Regions from separate parts of the Mus musculus genome. Here all the other regions are linked to region 3. Evidence: chromatin contacts called from public HiChIP or PLAC-seq and Micro-C data. All regions are on one chromosome and are shown on one strand. The core of a region is the stretch at or near the end of the contact, and the rest is flanking DNA. Distances in the headings are between cores, read along the strand shown. Region 1 overlaps Rptor (regulatory associated protein of MTOR, complex 1). Region 2 overlaps Rptor (regulatory associated protein of MTOR, complex 1). Region 3 has its middle 6.0 kb from the start of Gm39484.

Evidence for each region. A called contact is a pair of places that touch in the nucleus more often than the background predicts. HiChIP or PLAC-seq counts read pairs in DNA pulled down with a chosen protein or histone mark.
Region 1: a contact with region 3 is called in a Micro-C map of muscle stem cells, with 3 times the contacts expected there. The contact joins two enhancer-like sites. A contact is called at or near these places in 4 of 484 Hi-C or Micro-C datasets (bone marrow-derived macrophages, embryonic stem cells, muscle stem cells and 1 more), 3 of 115 datasets of contacts at active chromatin or transcription factors (bone marrow-derived dendritic cells and stem cell-derived neural progenitor cells) and 3 of 9 other capture datasets (adipose tissue, embryonic stem cells and liver).
Region 2: an HNF4G HiChIP or PLAC-seq map of pancreatic cancer cells shows a contact between it and region 3. The contact joins two enhancer-like sites. A contact is called at or near these places in 1 of 15 datasets of contacts at CTCF or cohesin (embryonic stem cells), 12 of 484 Hi-C or Micro-C datasets (the C2C12 cell line, CD4 T cells, the N1E-115 cell line and 8 more), 7 of 115 datasets of contacts at active chromatin or transcription factors (bone marrow-derived macrophages, embryonic stem cells, microglia and 3 more) and 1 of 9 other capture datasets (pancreatic islet).

What each region holds. Positions count from the first base shown.
Region 1 is chr11:119,675,313-119,678,258 of GRCm38.p6, forward strand. All of the region lies in intron 3 of Rptor (regulatory associated protein of MTOR, complex 1), which reads left to right. Among named protein-coding and RNA genes, the nearest start is that of Rptor, 74 kb to the left of the region's middle. Within about 2 kb of position 1,574, at least 131 of the 459 cell types and tissues checked have an H3K27ac peak or open chromatin away from gene starts, as enhancers often do. A contact at or near this core is called in muscle stem cells, where this site is marked.
Region 2 is chr11:119,714,128-119,716,976 of GRCm38.p6, forward strand. All of the region lies in intron 3 of Rptor (regulatory associated protein of MTOR, complex 1), which reads left to right. Among named protein-coding and RNA genes, the nearest start is that of Rptor, 110 kb to the left of the region's middle. Within about 2 kb of position 1,339, at least 46 of the 459 cell types and tissues checked have an H3K27ac peak or open chromatin away from gene starts, as enhancers often do. A contact at or near this core is called in the C2C12 cell line and pancreatic cancer cells, where this site is marked.
Region 3 is chr11:119,515,737-119,518,539 of GRCm38.p6, forward strand. No RefSeq gene overlaps it. Among named protein-coding and RNA genes, the nearest start is that of Gm39484, 6.0 kb to the right of the region's middle. Within about 2 kb of position 1,440, at least 70 of the 459 cell types and tissues checked have an H3K27ac peak or open chromatin away from gene starts, as enhancers often do. A contact at or near this core is called in the C2C12 cell line, muscle stem cells and pancreatic cancer cells, where this site is marked.

The DNA of each region.
Region 1 (2,946 bases), core at 324-2,823, 160 kb after region 3:
TAGGTAATAGACTTTAGCTTTGCAGGAGAGCAAAGGGAAAATGCCAGCCGTGGTTTCTGTTGAAAATTCACCAGTAAAGCCCTCTTATGTCATGATGAGCCTCAAGAGGAAGTCTTATGGGAGCTGAGAGCAAAGGCTTTTGGGCTTTTAGGAGTTTGCCTGACAGATTGAGGTGCTGGCAGTTTAGCACAAGATGCAAGTTTAGGAGCTGAGGTAGCTGACATGGAGCACTCGCCAGGTCTCCTTTACCTAAAGCATGGAGTGGGAGGCACTCTGCTGGGGTAGGTCCCAGCTCTCCTGTGGCTCCCAGGTAGGTTCTGTGGGAGTCATTACCGTTTACTGTGGGAGGTAAGGAGGGTTGGTGCACCTGTAACAGTTGGCAGGGAGCTGAGGTGACCACTGAACGGGCCTGTTTGCCAGGCAAGGGGACAGGCTTTTCGCTGTGAGTGCACATAACTGTAGGAGCTCTTTCTCATCTTGGCCAGCAGGAATGAATGGCAAAGGCTCTGTGCAGTCACCGTGGCGTTTCAGGGAGCTGAGTGGTCAGTAGGAGCCACACACTCCTGTTTCCCGAGGCTGCAGTCAGCAGGTCTTAAATCTTAGCTCCTCTGCAGTGCATTCTTGTATCTGTCACAGTGGATTTGTAGTCAACGAATGAAACATGTTTTTATAGATCTTCTCAACAAGCAGTGGACTTGGGAAGTGGGGTCTCTCTCCAGCAAAGCAAGGCTCCTGGGCACACTCCTCCTCTGAAGAGCAGCCATCTTAGCTTTGTGATCGGGTTGTACACTTGGACTGCACACATGCCTTGTTAGCTGCTTTCTAGGAAGTAGAGCTGACGTGGCCAGGGACAGACACATTTCTTTCTGTTGGGTTTACAGGCTTGTCCTGTGGGGTTTAGGCACAGGTGTTTGCAGAGCCTAGTGTTTATGTGCACGTCCGTACTTCTGGGTTGCAGGGGCTGGACCTATGTGCCTCCTCCCTTAAGCAGGCTAGCTGCAGGTTGTTGGGAAGCCTGAGGGGTCAAGCATGGAGTACTGCTCCAGCTCTCTCTCTCCTTCCCTGCTGCCTACACCCTCAGAGCCCTCGAGAGGGGCTTGGGGTCCTACTAGCCTCTTCTCTGGACTGCTCCTGGTTCCTGTGTCAGAAGGCTCTACATGCTTGCTCTGCTCTAAGGGAGGAGCGGGGTGGGACGGATGGTGCTAGTGCTCCTCCTCACCCCACCCTAGTGTTCTCTATGGGATTTACAGTGGGATGTGCTGCACACCAGTACTGGTGCAAGTCAGTGTGCTCTGCCTTACTCGGGAGCGCGTCAGAGTTGCATGTGGACAACCTGAAAAGAAGCGAGTGGAGCTCAGGGGTGGAGTGGGGGTGCTCAGAGATCACTGTGGAGTAGCCTGCCTTGAACTAGTAGTGGTGGCTCTCAGCTTGGGACAATCACATTTTGATAGAACAGTACTGCCCATCTGGACACAGCACTATCATGGCATCGATGTCACTCCTTTGTAGGCTGCCCCTATGTCATGACTGTGCTATCCTCCTGACTTCCTCTGCTGGCAGCCTTCTCTTTCCTCCAAAATAGCTGGATTCTCTGTGGAGCCAGAGCTTGGGCATGATCCACCTGTCTGTGTTTCTGTGACAAACTGCAAGTGAGGGCTCCTAGCCACGGGCAGAATTGTAGCTGAATGACTCATACTGACATGATTCAAACTCTTGTGTGATGCGCTTTGCCCCTGATCTCATTAAATTTGTAAGATGGTGTAGATGTGTCTTGTGGCAGTCTTGGGGTTAACCATTGTGTTGTGATAGTCTCCCTTAGCTGCTTCCTGCCCAGATGTTAGCAACTGTCCCCAAGACAAACATTTTGCATGTTTTTCTGCTCTGGCCATAATCTTGTACCAGCCTGTTTCCCCTCCTCTTTCCTCTCTTCTTGCCTGACAGCCTTTCCATGCAGCATGTTCAGGGACAATTCCGATGGATGCTCTTCAGCCGAAAGGCTTATTAGTCAGCCCTGCCCACGCACTTCCTGTCTTGCCCTGTCCCCAAAGGCCACGGTGTTACAACAGCCCTCTGGATGTGGAACTTAGATCTAAAACCAGTTCCAAACTTGCAAACCTAAGCTGCCATTTTAGCTAATGAGAGCACAAAGGAGTCGCCATCTCTTGACTACCCATTCTTTTGAAAGCTTACACATACTTTAGAGAAAGGTAGGTTGTGGAGATGCGTCTGCTTTCACCTGCAGGATGTATCATGCTGTGTGACTAGAGTGCTGTGGGACTCCAGCTTTCTTGAAAGTGGCGTTATTTGCAGTCCCTGTGTCAAAGGCTCGCTCTCAGAGGCAGTGGGAAGGGTGAGTGGTGCACAGAGTAGGTTCCAGCCGTCCACCACTGCTCCTCCTCTCCCTCCCTTGCTGTGCTGCATCAGGCTCTGAGGATTGCCCTCGGCCTTGCTGTCTCTGCCTTGGTGAGAGGGCAGGTAGCTTAGCGGCTGTGGAGAGACTCTTGGCTTTGGTCTGGCCAGATTTAACAGTGACATTCTTTAGCCCTTTACCCTGACTTCAAGTGCTACTGCTTCATTCTTCTCAGACTGAAAATGGAAGTTGAAGCTGGGGTGGGCATGGTGGTGTAGACCTTTTATCCCAGTACTTGGGAGGCAAAGGCAAGGGGCATCTCTTGAGTTGGAACCTAGCCTGGTCTACAGAGTGGGCTGAGGACAGCCAGGGCTGCACAGAGAAACCCTGTTTGGGAACAAACAAACAGACAAACGGTAAGTGGAGGGCTGATGGGAATAATATTGAGCAGGTCAGCCCCAGCACCCAGAGGGTCCTTGATGCCCAGCCTTCTTCCTGAGTGGTCCCCAAGCCACACTAGGACACACACGCTGCCACTCTGAAACTTTCTACCCCAGAGAGTTCCTTCATACCTACCCTCCTCATCCTGCTTGCTG
Region 2 (2,849 bases), core at 89-2,588, 200 kb after region 3:
GAAGAGGGCAGTGGTGCTGGAAGTCCTAGAGAGATAGAGGACATGTTGCCACTGCTTCACAGGGTTTCCGAGCCCAGCTAGGAGTTTGTCAAGAGGAGACTCTTTCTGCATGCAGCCCTTTTCCTCTTCTTGTCATGGCTGTGGCTCTCCTTGAAGCATATTACTGCAACCCAAGTTTGTGATGGGCCCACACAGCTGCCTTTGTGATGGGAGCAACACCATCCTCCAGCTCGGCAGCCTAGCCTTCTTACACTGTGGTGGCCTATAGTGGCCTCTACTGTCCCTGTGTGAGAGAGAGTCAGATCAGTGAAGAACATGGCAGGGACTGCAGAGTCCCTTCTCAGGAGCCCTTCCTGGACCTCACTAGCCTAGGAAGCTGTGTGCTGTCACCCAGGCAGATGTTGGCTGGAGGCTATCACTGGAAAGGAATGGAGTCCAGAGCACCAGGCTTCCCTTGCACCAAGTTATTCATTGTTATGTTCTCCTTCTCTGCTGCAGGCTCCAAAACCCACGTGGCCTATTTTATTACATTGTGAGATTTAGCTTTTTAGGAGGAATGCCTAGTGTGATGGGTGGTGTTTTGGGGAGTTTTGTTGTTTTGAATGCCCAATGAAAACACCCATAAATCCCCCAAACTCCTTGATGTCTCACCTGCTGCTGTGCCTTTCACTCCACAGAGCCATTATCCAGGCATCCTCATTTTGAAACAAAACCTTACGTGGTGTGGTGACATTTAATTTAGTGTTTCTCATTTCAAAGCCCTTAAAAATATTAATTAATTCCTGTCAACCCCCAGGAGGCACATTATTAATATCCGAAGTGCCTTTCATGCTGGTCCATTAATGTGTCCTCCCAGTGTGATAGGTAAGAAATGAGGTTGAATCTACTTTTTTTAAATTTAAATTTTTTTTTCAATCACACAAGATAAGACCTTGCTAGAGCTAAGGTCAGAAATAATGAATCCCTAATTTTATTAAGATCTTGGCATGACTCCAACTCTGTGCCTTTGGGTGTGCTCTGGAAGAACCACACTCCTGTGAGGTGTAGTATCTGCAGGCAGTAGATGAGTTTTCAATGGAGCCTTACAAATGCAGTTCGATAACTATGCAGAGGTGCAGAGTTCACGAAGCCACTGCCACAGAAAGGAATTAGTGGGAGTAGAGAGCAGGGAGCTCCGGGTGTTTCCATCAGAGACTAGCAGTGATGGCAGATGTCCATGCAGACCTCCTCAGAATAGATGGCTGTGGCTCCTGGAGGGTAGGCCTGCCCTCAGTCTGAGTGATCTCTTCTTTATTTGATGTGGCCTCTTGTTGTCATCTCCCCTCCCCCCCATTCTTTTGTTCCTTCCATTTTTGAGACAGTGTCTCTCTGCGTAATCCTAGCTGTCCTGGAGCTCACTCTGTAGACCTGGGTGACCTCAGACTCTCAGAGATCCCCGGCCTCTGCAGCCTCTACCACCAGGAGGCACAGGATAGGCACTGAATCGTGTTCCAGCTGAGCTGCTGGCCCTGCCCTCCTCACTGCTCTGAGAGCTGAAGTCCTGCAGCTGCAGTTCCTGAATTTGAAGTTAATTTAGATGGGAGAGGTCACTGTGCAGGAACAGAGACACACCCACCCTTGTAGCAGACTCTGGACAGGGTCAGAATCTGGTTTGATCCGTGAGAGATGTGAATTGGAGCTGTGACCGTGAGGCTTGGGCCTGCTCTGGCTCCTTTGTGAGACCGAGGAGGTTGAGAACATGCACTGTTTAGGAGTGTTCCAAGAACAGGGTCATGAGCAGTGATGGTGTTTGGGCCTTTTGGAAATAAATAGGGAGTGTGCAATACACTGACTCATAGGGAGTGTGCACACGTACTTTCTCATAGGGAGTGTGCAATACACTGACTCATAGGGAGTGTGCACATGCACTTTCTCATAGGGAGTGTGCAATACACTGACTCATAGGGAGTGTGCACACGCACTTTCTCATAGGGAGTGTGCAATATACACTGACTCATAGGGAGTGTACACACATACTGACTTATAGGGAATATGCATATGCACTAAGGTTAATTGACTTTTCTCATGTTGCCCAGTAAGATTCTGAGGGAGGAAAAGGCTGCTAATCAGTAAGGTCAGTGCTGGAGGGAAGCCGTGGTCCCCACTGCTGTCACCTAATGAGCATAGTCTGCCTTCTCTGGAGACTTCCCTTCCCTTTCCGCCTTAGTCATCTCAGGTCTCTGGTAGGGAAGCACTCTAAGAGCCTTCAGGTACAGGTAGCATTTCTTCCTGGCAGTCACTTCTCTCAGTCCACACTCTACCTTAAGTGTTTAGCCTCCAAGGACAGCTGAGTCTTTGTTTGCATTAAGTGAAGAAGGCAGCTTTGCTATGGAGACCTGGCCACCTCTAGGGCTTGCAAACCATGAAGATAACTTGAATTTGGTTTATGATTTCCTTGTTATTTCTCTTGGTAGTAAATAGAAACATTTTCTGCTTTCCTTGTGTGTTCACAAAGAGAATAAATAGCCAATTTTGAGCCCCTTTTGGCTCCTCTTTGTCAGGTCCCAAAGAAACCTAGGACAGATAGCTATTTGTGGTGCCTATTAGCACACCAAAGCACACTCTGGCCACCAGGCTCACTTGGTTCTGTGACTCCTCTTAGTTCTTCCAACTGCACTGCCTGCTCCTCATCCCCAGCCTCACCCAGTGCCTCGCTGCGCTTCCCCATCTCTCCTCCATTTCAGCCGTGTGCTCCCTGGGGTCTTCTCTCTCTCCCCGTTATCTAGGGCCTCTGCTCCTCTTTATACCCACTTGCCCTCTCCCCCACTTTTCTGGCCTGGTTCAGTGGGACCCTTCCAGGTGCCTCTGGA
Region 3 (2,803 bases), core at 190-2,689:
CCTCTTCCATTACCCTCTTCCTGAGGCTGAAGAAGTAGGTTTGGCTTTCAGACATCCTTGGCAGGGATGAGGCTAAGGGCTCTTTTTCCCAGTCTAGGCCTGGAAACCAACTTGGTATGTATATCCTAGAAATGCCATTGGATCCAGGACCTGCCTGTCCTCACTGTGCAAAAAAACGCCTCTGGCCACAGCCCCTGCCCTGATGGGACGGGCCCAGGTTGATTGGGCACTGGGCCGACTATGTTTCAGGCACCGCTGTGCATTGAGGCATCTGCTGCCACCATCTCCGGGCAGATGGCTTCCAGTGAGCTAAGTGTGTGCGGGGGAAGGGGTGCCATAGGAACCCCTTCCCGCAGGGAGCTTGGGGGCGGGAGAGGCAGGCACCCGCTAGAGCGAGCAGGGAGCAGACCACATCTGAAGGAGAGGCTGGGACCACACGAGTTCTGAGTGGGGTAAAGCCAATGAGTTTGTGGAGTCCCTGCCCATCCTCGGAAGAGAGGTGAGGTATCTCATGGAGCAGGGTTAGCCTTTCCCAGCAAACCTGGCTGGGTGGTCTTGGGTGACTTCTTTCTTTCAGGTTCCCAATGCCTGACAGAAAACCATCCTCAGACATCTGCCAGCTCCCAAACTTGAAGCTTCAGTAGGATGAGGGTGTCACCAGCACACAGACACTTGTCTGTTAGGGGGTGGTACAGTGAAGACACACTGGCACACCCTACCAGGCTCACCCAAGGCTCCCTGAGGGCTAGTCTTTGTGCTGTGTTAGTTGAGGTCACGGTGCTGGGCAGGGTTCTTTACCAACTGTCCCTAGCCACACCGGCAGCAACTGGAACCACAGGGGCGAGGGGCTGCCCAGTCTTCTGGCCAGGACACTAGCTGGGGTCAGAAATCCACTTCTCTCCCGGCTATCCCCAAAGCCATGTCTACTGCACTCAGGACTTACAGAAGAGCCAGGAACCTCAGTTCTCAAGGAAGAGGTAAACAGAATCCATCCTGGAGAGTTATGGTAAGGCAGGTCCTCCAGGGGCATTACGGAGGAACTGTGGGAAAGTTGTCAAGGAAAGAGCAGGGCGCCAGCCAGCAGCCTTGCCAGCGTGTCCATCAGGTGCCCCAGGTCCGAAGGCCTGCAGCCAGAGCTTGTGTGCTTGAGGCGGCTCTCTTCATTCCTACAACCACCTTGTAATGGTTTATGTCTGTTACCTCTAAGACTGGGCTGAGGCAAGACTGAGGAGGTCTGGGTGGCACCTGGGCCCGAGCTTCCCGATGCAAGGCGGGGGTGGGGAGCTGGTCTGCCCCATGCCATCCCTAGCATGTGGACCTGTGAAGACTCTGTGTTCTATAGAGATGCTGACTAGTACCTCAGACGTCCAGAGAGGGCAGCATGTGGGCCTCCCCTTCCTCCCCTTCCCTCTAGGCCTAAGGAGGCTGCTCCTAGCTGGCCGAATACTCTCCCGCTCATACCAAATGCCTCCTCCTGCCATGACTCAGCCCGGCTGTTACTCAGCCTCCCTTCTGCTGGCAGCTGCCTTTTGTTTTTTGGATTTGAGTTTGTTTGGGGGTTTTGTTTTGTTTCTCCCCCCTTCCCCCAAGTGTAATACTGGCACTGAGCCAAGGCAGGGTGTCTCTCACAGCTCTGGCCTCTGCCTATGCAGGATCAGGAGTGGCTCTCCGGGTCACGAAGGCTAAAGGCAGAAAATGGTCAAACCCTGGGTCTAGTCATCTGGGCACTAGGGACTTGGTCACCTCCAGAGAAAATTCAGGCCCCACCCCAGTCCCACCATTGGTTCAGCCAGATTCTACAGTTTCTGGGGTATCCATCCATCCAAAACCAGCCTTCCCAGTCCATAGCAGAATGGACAGATGAGAGATGAGGCGCTGTGACCCTAGGATCCAACATGCCCTCGATGTCGTAGTGTGAATATCCAGAGATCAGAGGCTCTCTTGGAAAAGGAAAGGCCCAAAGTTCCAGCTTTCATAGAGCAAACGGTGTGTCCTGGAGAGTTGTCATGCCCATGGCTGCCCTGGGGAGCTAATGAAGGCAGCCTAGCCCCAAGGTTTCTCTGTCCTTAGGAGGCACCATGCCAGGCAAGGTGGCCCTGACAGGGATGATTCTGTCCTGGGACTGGGCCCACAAACAGAATGGACAGACAAGAGATGAGGCACTTGAGCTAGAGACCCAGTCTCTTGAAGTGGGATTGGCATCTCCTTTAAGGGTGACGGCCACTAGGTGAGGCGGGAGCAGTGAGAAATGACATCACATTTCTGTTTCGACTCTGAATCTGGAAGGTTCACCGAGGAGAGCATTTGCATTTAGGAAGGAGGGACTGGCTTGAACCTGAGGGAACTTGAAGAGGAGAAGGGATTTGCAATGGGTATCAAGAGACTTGCTGCTGCTCTTGTGGCCTCAGAGAATGGCCTGCTGGGAGGAGGGCTGAAAGACTTTTGCCTCCTGGACAGAGATCCAAGGTTTCAAGGTGCAGAAAGAGCTAGAGCCCTGGTGAATGGTGCCTTTGTGGTACCTCATGGGAGAGTTAGGTAACGGCAAACTGACATGGGGGTTCAGATAACCATGGGAGACAGTTCCACAGTGGAATAAGCCAGCTCTGCCCAGCCCAAACCTTTCTTGCCACCTGCAGTGTCTTCCCAGCCCTTCCCTCCTCTGCTACTCTGTGTCCATGTCTCATGCAAGGGGTTGGATGGCAGCCTCAGAAAGATGTATCTGCCTAGAACTGGGGCCTTACACAGATAAGAGTTCACAGATGCCACCAACTTACATGCCTCAAATACATGTTTCCCATCCATG